3 separate regions of the Mus musculus genome follow, and all the other regions are linked to region 3. The links are chromatin contacts, called in public HiCAR-type and HiChIP or PLAC-seq maps. All regions are on one chromosome and are shown on one strand. The core of a region is the stretch at or near the end of the contact, and the rest is flanking DNA. Distances in the headings are between cores, read along the strand shown. Region 1 holds the start of 4930414N06Rik (RIKEN cDNA 4930414N06 gene). Region 2 holds the start of Twnk (twinkle mtDNA helicase). Region 3 holds the start of Erlin1 (ER lipid raft associated 1).

Region 1 (2,725 bases), core at 109-2,608, 910 kb before region 3:
TGAGAAACCTGCCCTAGTCAAGATGCCCTGTCTCCTGTTCACTGTGGTGGCCTTTGCTCCTGCTTTGCCATTGTTGTTCAGCACTCTCCTTATGGAGAGTGTGATCTTTTGGCCACGTGGTACTTCCTTAGTAGCGACTGACACCTATCCAACAATGCTGTAATCTTACTGTGCCCCAGAAGCCTGTTTTGCCAGTTAAAGTTTTCCAGAATCCTAGCCACTTGTCTTGGAGTTAGATCCAAAGCTGGACCTTCTGGTTTGCCTTCTCCTGATTTCCAGGCCTGGTTAGCTAGAAGGAAGTGTCAGAACATGTCTGCAGATGCTGGGAAACCATCCACCACCGTCAAGCATGCTGGGTGATTAAAACTGTGTCTGAGTGCAGGATGGCCTCAAAATCTGTGATCCTCCTGCCTCTGCCTCCCATGTGCTGGGATCATCGGTATTAGTGATTGCACCAGGCCAACATGCATGGTTTATTTATTTAACATATTTTTGGCAGCAGGAACAGGGAAGTATCCAGAGTTCCCAGAGTCTGAAGGTACAATACTCTCCAGCTATCACTGTTGGAAGATAAGACCTGATTTACAAGTAAGCACACCCACAGATGGCTGCTTCTGGTCAATTTTCTTTTAAAAATTAACTATTTTATGTGCATGGGTGTTTTGCCTGTAAAGGCTAGAAGAGGGCATAGGAGGCTTTGGAACTAGAGTTACATTCGTTAGCCATCACATGGGTGATGGGCTTTGAACCCAGAGCCTCTGGAAGAGCAATCTCCAGTTAACTGTTGATCTTCTCCAGCTCCATTAAATTTGTCTTTGAGACAGGGTTTCTCCATGTAGCCCTGGCTGTCCTTGAACTCAGAGCTCTGCCTGCCTCTGCCTCCTCCGTGCTGGGATAAAGGTGATTACAATCTTAGTCTCCATCTTGCCTCCCTTTGTTCTGTTCATGTTGCATGCCAGGCATTGTGCTGAGTTACTGCCATGTATGTGAATCCTCACAAAACATGAAATAGAGTTATTCCTTTCAATAGAAGAAACTCAGATGCCAACAAAGGTCAAATGGCCAGTATGGTGAACCTTGGGACCTGAGGCCAAGCCTAGGTCTTTTCCTCAAACACCGCGACTATCCCTAGTATTTGCACCTGTCTACTTCTACCTGGGCTGTCAGCATCCATCTTTCCAACCTAGTTTACCCTAAAGGAGAAAACAGCTGCAGCACTGGGGGCCTGGCAACTATGCCTAAGCCTTCTATGAGGTACTAGGTTTGTTATGAGTGTCAGCCTTTCCACAGCTGGCATGTCATAAACCCACCTGCCAGGTCACAAGTGGCTCTGCACTGTATGGCATCACCTTTCTTGATTCTGGGTTCTAGAATTTTAGAGACACCCAGATGAAGGGTATTTCTTCCTCTCCTGTTTCCCCCGATACCATCAGGTAAGAGCCATGATTTTGTGTTGTTCACCACCAAACCCTAACACGTAGGTAGGCAAGAGCAGCCAAACGGATGTGCAGGATGAGCTAAGAATGAGATTATTAAATTCCTGACTGCAATCCAGGAGTGGTGGCGCACGCCTTTAATCCCAGCATTTTGGAAGCAGAGGCAGGCGGATTTCTGAGTTTGAGGCCAGCCTGGTCTACAAAGTGAGTTAGTTCCAGGACAGCCAGGGCTATACAGAGAAACCCTACCTCAAAAACCAAAAAAAAAAAAAAAAAAAAAAAAAAACCCAAAACAAAAAACAAAAAACCCTGCCTGTAAAGCACACAGCACATTATTAATTGGGTTTTGTAAACATAAACTGTGGAGAGCTGTGCCCGTTTCCGTTTCCCACAGATTAAAAGAAGGCATCAAGCTAAAAACAAGTTTGTTTGTTTTTTTAAGATTTATTATTATATGTAAGTACTCTGTAGCTGTCTTCAGACACACCAGAAGAGGGCATCAGACCCCATTACGATGGTTGTGAGCTACCATGTGGTTGCTGGGATTTGAACTCAGGACCTTTGGAAGAACAGTCAGTGCTTTTAACCACTGAGCCATTTCTCCAGCCCCCTAAAAACAAGTTTAAAGCAGGGTATTTTAGATACTCAACCACCTCTACTACTCAATCAAAAGTTGCCAGACACGTTTAAGCTGAGAAAAAAGTTTTAATAACACATACACATACATTCAGAAGACTTTAAACAAGACAGTATAAAATTTTAAAGGAAAAAAAAAAACCAAACCACAACACATTGCATTTACTGCCTAAGAGCTAGTAGATTAACTGGCTGACAAGAATGCCCCGGGGAAACTGAGGCACAGATGAGGTGCGCCTGCACCATAGAGTAGGCATAGCCACGAGATGGGATTGTGCTGACTCACGCCCCCACCACCTGTAGCAGACCCTTGCCTCCTGAGAGACAAGCCAAGAAAGTTCTCCAACCCAGCCGCTTGGCGATGAGTCAGTTTGTAAATGGAAAAACACTCCTGGTTTCAAGACTCCACACATTACTGTCCCCACCAACTGTGTCTGTTCTGATTGGGGGGAAAGGGGAAGAAAACAAAACAAAACAAAAAGCCAAACAAACAAAAAACAGAGCCTGGGTGGTAACTTATCTATCATTACTGGGGATATATATATATATTTCACTTTTCTTTTTTTTTTTTTTTTTGTGAAGTCGAAGCAAGCTATTACTTGCATTAAAAAAAAAAAAAAGCCAACCTTCTGAAAGGTGACAAAGGCACCGTT
Region 2 (2,924 bases), core at 272-2,771, 940 kb before region 3:
CCCAGGATCGAAGGTCATCTCCTAACCAGAACACAATCCGACGGAACTGTTCAAGGTAAGGCAGTAAGGCTGGGGGTAAGCAGACTGTCCCTCGGGGTAGGGAAAGGGTTGGCAGCCCCGTCGACTGGCTCAAGGCCAGGCTGTCCAGTTCACGACTTGTCACAACCACCTCAGTATCTCTCCGGCTGATCAGTGGTAATCCAAATAGGTTGTGATAGACACCAGGCCGGGGGATGGTGGTCTCTACATACTGTACTCCATTTTCCTGACCCTCAGCCCCTAGTAGCTTCAGGCCACGTAATCCTGAGCTCCCAGGGGTGAACCAAGGGAAGACCAGACTTCGAGCAGATCGAAGATAGCGGACACTGAATCGCCTGAGTGTGTCATCTGTCACCTTGGTAAGGCCAAACATCACACGAGCTAGCTGGGCTTCCTCAGGGTCTGGAAGCTCCCAAAGAGGTATGGCTCGGTTCCAGATCCTCAAGACCTCCTCCCTAACCTCAGCTTCTGGGCCTTCCCTAAGTAGGACACCCTCTTTGGCCCCATCCCCTCGTCCCTCCACACTGGCCTGCAAGTCTTCCCAGCTCCCTTCTGCTAGGCTGGTCATGCAAAGAAAGTGTCCTGTGGTCTTGTCAATGAAGAGGCAGAAGGAAGTGGGAGCGTCCTTTTTCTCATTTTTGATGTCTGAGGACACCACAAAGGGACTTGGTGCTCGAAGGCAGCTGTGGCCATCCTGGAAGGGGATCCCATGTGCACGTAAATACTGGCGGATTTCAGTCGTAGTCACCGGCGACACTGGCATCTCTAAGGCTGGGAGCGCTTCTTTTCTGTACCTTCTGCGGGGAGGGCCTGGCGCCAAGCTTCTGGGCAGGCCCCTCCTACCCACCCACTCGCCACGCAGTGGCAGCAAGATCCGGAGGGGATATGCACGTCGGAGAAGAAGCCACATTCCTAATGGAGTGGGACGCCACTACTGCAAAAGCTTTTGTTGTCTGGTTCAGTGCCTTCACTAAACCAGACCCTAGGAAACCTTCTACAAGGCACTCGCAGAAATCACTCCTACTGGCTTTTCTCTTTATCCCTCCTCAAACTTCTTCACGAACACAGTTCTTACTCCCCTCGGTTGCCTGTGTATTGCTACTTCATCCCTACACACCTACACTGCCCTTTCGCGTCTACGCCTCTCTCTGAGGATTCTCCTATCTCTAGGTCCTTTACGGATTTCTCTCCACCAGCTCACTTCTAGATCCTTCTACGGTCCCTCGATCTAAACGGCTTCTCTGTATCATCTCTTCACGTCTACTACCCCTCTACGGACTCTCCTGGCTAACCTCATCTCTACCGCTTTCTGCATCCCGTCTGAACCCCAACTCCAGGCGCTCCGAGCCCCCAGCGCTCACAGGCACTCTCCACACTGCTGGAGGTCACGCGCTCCGGCCCGGCTTCCTCACTGGCTCCCTTGCTCTGCCCTCCACTTCAAAGCTCCACGCTCCCGCCCCCAGCTTCGCGTCACCACTCTCCTTTCTAGTGTTCTGTCCGCAACGTGGGTCGCCCGCTCGCACGCGCTACTCGCGGTGACTCCGGAAGCAAAACTCTCCAGGGCGCCCATGCCACAACCCCGGAACCGGAAGTCACCGGTTAGTCCCGCCCCCCGGCTCCGCGTCCTGGCTCTCTAACCGTAGCCATGACCGGTCGCGGGACTTCGAGCCGCTTTCTGACCAGCGTCCTCCATAATGGGCTAGGGCGTTACGTGCAGCAGCTGCAGCGCCTCAGCCTCAGCCTCAGCCGGGATGCGCCCTCGTCCCGCGGCGCCAGGTGAGGCACGCGGAAGCGGGAGCGCCGGAAAGGGAGGCGGGGAGCTATGGGGCTGGGTTCGGGCCACCGTACTCACCTTCGCCGGGTCTCGCAGGGAGTTCGTGGAACGCGAGGTGACCGACTTCGCCCGACGGAACCCAGGAGTCGTAGTATACGTGAACCCGCGCCCGTGCGCCATGCCACGAATAGTGGCCGAATACCGTGAGTGGGGCCGAGCTAGGGCGGGGGTGGGCGGCGCGGGATCCCGGCTTGCCCGCTGCGTTCTGTTTGTCTGATTTCCGACCTGGCGCCTTCCACTCATCCCCTCCACGTCCCTCTCCCAGTTAATGGGGCTGTGCGCGAGGAAAACGTCAACAGCAAGTCGGTGGAGGAGATCAAGTCGTTGGTGCAGAAGCTGGCAGACCAGTCCGGCTTGGATGTGATCCGCATCCGCAAGCCCTTCCACACGGACAACCCGAGCATCCAGGGCCAGTGGCACCCCTTCACCAACAAACGGACTGCCCTCCACGGGCTGCGGCCCAGAGAACTCCGGGATTCTGCTCCAGCTTCGATGCAAGCACAGTAAAGAACCAGGCGCTTTGGACCGTGAGAGGGATAGGATTGGTTCCTCTTTTGGATTTCAAGCTCAGGCCGAGTAGGTGGGTGGAGCCTACCAGCCGGGGCGTGGCCTGAGATAAAGAAGAACCTTTTCCTTTGCCCACTTGTAGCTAGGTGCAGTGACCTTGTGAATACCCTAATTCTGATTCAATTGGCCTCCTTGCAAGCTGAGATGTGAGAAGTGTACAACACTTGTACAAGGACCGTGTTTTCTGAAATACGAATAATAATGACTTCAAAACACATGAAAGAGTCTGGAGGCTGTCTTCTGAAGGACACGGGATGCCCTGTTGCTCTTGCTGGTATGGCATTGGGCAAGGCACCTTATATCCGTGTTTGTGTGCAGTTTAGGAAGTTGAAGATGAGCCTGGCGTTGGTAGTGCATAACCTTTAATCCCAGCATTTGGTTGGCAGAGGCAGATGAATCTCTGCGTTTAAGGCCAGCTTGGTCTACAGAGTGAGTTCCAGGACAACCCAGTCTCAAAAACTAAAAATGAAATAAAAAAGAAAAA
Region 3 (2,884 bases), core at 308-2,807:
CTGGGGGGTGGTGGGGGAGCATATGTGGCTGCTGCCAGGAACTGTAAGAGTGGAGCTTAGACAGAATACCAACAAAGGGGACCAGAGGAGATGAAAATAGCTAAACTGTAATATTGGTCTGCAACAAACAAGGTCCCATACATTCCGTGGTAATAAAAATCAAATGCACGATACAGGTTAGTGCATGTATTGAAGGGGTGTGGCTAGATTTGCTCTTACAAAGGCCTGAATTGATTCTCTTGCCTGTCATTCTCTTTGTTACTAGCATCATACATAACCTTGTATTTGCTGTTGTATATCCGTTTCCCAGTTTCCTGTCTGTCTTCACTCTCAGCCAGTTACAGATACAATGCCCCAAAAGCACTGCTTTCTGGTATTTTCCTGCACAGGAGTTTGGTAATCCTTCCAACCTTGTTAACCTTTTCTAGTTGTCTCTGCCCTTAGTGAAATAGAATGCCCTTATTTCCCATGTGTCCCTATATCTCTAAACTCTACCCTTTCCTTTTAGTTTTTGTTTTGTAATACATGCACATGGTGTGGGTTTATTCCCTAAACCTTTTATGATTATTAATTATTGTGTGTGTTGGTGTGTGGTGTGGGGCATGGACCTTTATGTGTGGAGATCAGAGGACAACTTGTGGAGTCAGTTCTCTGCTTTTCACTTCTGTGTGAGGTCTAGGGTGAAAATGAAGTCCTCAGGAGTTCACAAACTCCTCTACCCACTGAGCTATCTCACCAGGTCCACGTGGTATAGAATGTTAAAATACAGTGAAAAAAAAAAAAGGTCGATTCCCAGCACCGATGTGGCAGTTCACAACAGCCTTTAACTCTGGTTCCACGGGATTCAATGCCCTCTTGTGACTGCTGAGGGCACCAGGCACACAGATAGTGACTGACATGCATGCAGGCCTAACAGCCATAAATGAAGTCACTGTCTTCTTGTCATACATTTTCTCTATCAGCAGAAAAATGGATCCTAGACTTTGTAAATCTGGTTCTAGCCTATCTTGCCATACAACTCCTTTCAACCTTATCGCCGTCATGAAAACTCAAGCGTTCACTACTCATTTTGGCCTACAAGACAATCCCGACCTCCACATTCAACATACATATATCATTCTGATCCTGTTTCTGGGTGGCTTTCAGAAAGCACTCTGGTGTAGCATTCTGGCACAAAATAAATATTCAGGCCAAGTCTGAATGGTTAATTCTGGTTGAATAGCTTCCTCTTCTGAACTCGAACCCCTGATTCCTTGAGACTGGTCTGGTAGTTTCCCTAGTGCAGGGTGTGTACCTGGAGAATGTGCTTGCCAGTTGGACTAGGGACGAACCACAAAAGGATGCAGGAACAACTCCTACACTGAGGGGCTGGTCCTGTGCACTAGCATGCCTCAACCAGCGTCTGTCCGAGTGACCCACCCCAGGAGACTTGGTCCTCGTCTGGGCACTTAGAATCACTACACTGTGCGCGCACCCGGGGCCAATTTTGTCCCGCCCGCGCACCGTCTCGCGAGTCGCGGGCGGGGGCTGCGTCGCCTGCGTCCCCGCGCAGCCGCAGTACCGGGCAGGTGGGCGGGGCCGGCTGTTGGCAGCAGTTGGCGGGGCCGGGTGGCGGCTGCACGTGCGGGCGGGGGCGATGCGTCACTGACCGGTGAGGCGAGGCTCGGGGGTCGCGGTCCTCCGAGTGCCTGCGATCAAGGCCGCCCTCAGTCGGGACCTAACGCTTGGGGAGTCGGGGAAGAGGTGTCACGACGTACGCCGAGCCGGGGGCACCCGCGCAGGGGGTTGGCGAGGGGAGCGCTTAGCTGAGAGAGAGAGAGAGAGAGCCCGGGGCCGGAGCGCGGGGCTTCCCGCCTCAGCCGCCCGCGACCGTACGCGGGCTCTTCCCTGGGTGGGGACTGGCCTGTCACTCAACGGACTGAGGTTCCTCTTCTCCCCATGCTCAGGAGGAACAAGGATGAATATGACTCAAGCCCGGCTTCTGGTGGCTGCAGTGGTGGGGTTGGTGGCGATCCTCCTGTACGCCTCCATCCACAAGATCGAAGAGGGACACTTGGCCGTGTACTACAGGTGAGCGCCGCCCTGTGCAGCCCGCGATGGTTCTAGAAGCACAGTGGAAGGGTCCAATGGGTCACAGCGAAGTCTGGGAAGTTGCTCTTTTCCGCGGCGTCAGGGGAGCTGCTTCCAGCCCTGCCTGGGAAGTGGTTTCATCCCAGCTGCCGGGAGTTAACCTTTGGCGGGGCACTTTTCCGTTGTCGGGGCAGTTTAGTGCCAAGTTCGTTCTGTACAGAATTGAAGACACCTTAGGGGGCACGGAAGTAGTCACTGCAACCGAGATGACTTCTCATAGTCCGCACAACTGCACAGGTGTTTAGTTTGCCGCTGTGGATTTTTTCCGGATCTCTGTCTTACATAAAGACAGTTCTCCCCAACACTAAGTTGGGTTTTTTCTTCTTCATTAAAAAATCTCCCATTGTCTGGTTATGTCCCCCAAAGTCTTCATGACCAGAGCAATGTCATATATCCCTAAAGGCCAAGAGACAAAAACCACATTTGCAGGCCACTTTTCTCACTTTTTTTTTTTCAAGTCAAGGTGAAAAAGAGTGTGGACTCAGTTGCCATCCACCTGATTTGGCATAAATCAAGTCTAACTTCCCACCAGGTCCTCGTGGTATAAGCTGGGAAGAGAAGCCAGTTTGTGGACAACTTGGGATAGTGGTTTATTCTGAAACAAGCAGATTTTTGAATATTTCCATCATGCCCCCTAAACTGGTATTTCTACTTTTAGATCAGTCCAGAATCCTAGAAAATACATACTTTTGGTGGTATGTCTTAACAGATGGAGTTCTAGCATAAGAAATACCAGCCTGGACCACATTTCCAT

What was found. HiCAR-type assays count read pairs that join an accessible place to other places. HiChIP or PLAC-seq counts read pairs in DNA pulled down with a chosen protein or histone mark.
Region 1: a HiCAR-type map of astrocytes shows a contact between it and region 3, with 4 times the contacts expected there. The contact joins the promoter of 4930414N06Rik here to the promoter of Erlin1 in region 3. A contact is called at or near these places in 1 of 39 promoter capture datasets (hippocampal neurons), 1 of 115 datasets of contacts at active chromatin or transcription factors (astrocytes) and 2 of 9 other capture datasets (adipose tissue and embryonic stem cells).
Region 2: a contact with region 3 is called in an H3K4me3 HiChIP or PLAC-seq map of bone marrow-derived macrophages, with 3 times the contacts expected there. The contact joins the promoter of Twnk here to the promoter of Erlin1 in region 3. A contact is called at or near these places in 2 of 115 datasets of contacts at active chromatin or transcription factors (bone marrow-derived macrophages and neural tube) and 2 of 9 other capture datasets (adipose tissue and embryonic stem cells).

The regions. Positions count from the first base shown.
Region 1 is chr19:44,983,183-44,985,907 of GRCm38.p6, reverse strand. 4930414N06Rik (RIKEN cDNA 4930414N06 gene) reads left to right here and starts at 1,358. Exons shown (of 3, transcript NR_040294.1): 1 at 1,358-1,433. It overlaps Slf2 (SMC5-SMC6 complex localization factor 2), which reads right to left. Exons shown (of 20, transcript NM_001081225.2): 20 at 2,122-2,725.
Region 2 is chr19:45,005,155-45,008,078 of GRCm38.p6, reverse strand. Twnk (twinkle mtDNA helicase) reads right to left here and starts at 1,521. Exons shown (of 5, transcript NM_153796.4): 1 at 1-1,521. The coding sequence starts at 949. Mrpl43 (mitochondrial ribosomal protein L43) reads left to right here and starts at 1,637. Exons shown (of 3, transcript NM_053164.3): 1 at 1,637-1,815; 2 at 1,910-2,016; 3 at 2,139-2,924. The coding sequence starts at 1,685. The coding sequence ends at 2,380.
Region 3 is chr19:44,068,458-44,071,341 of GRCm38.p6, reverse strand. Erlin1 (ER lipid raft associated 1) reads left to right here and starts at 1,557. Exons shown (of 12, transcript NM_001164360.1): 1 at 1,557-1,651; 2 at 1,947-2,070. The coding sequence starts at 1,958.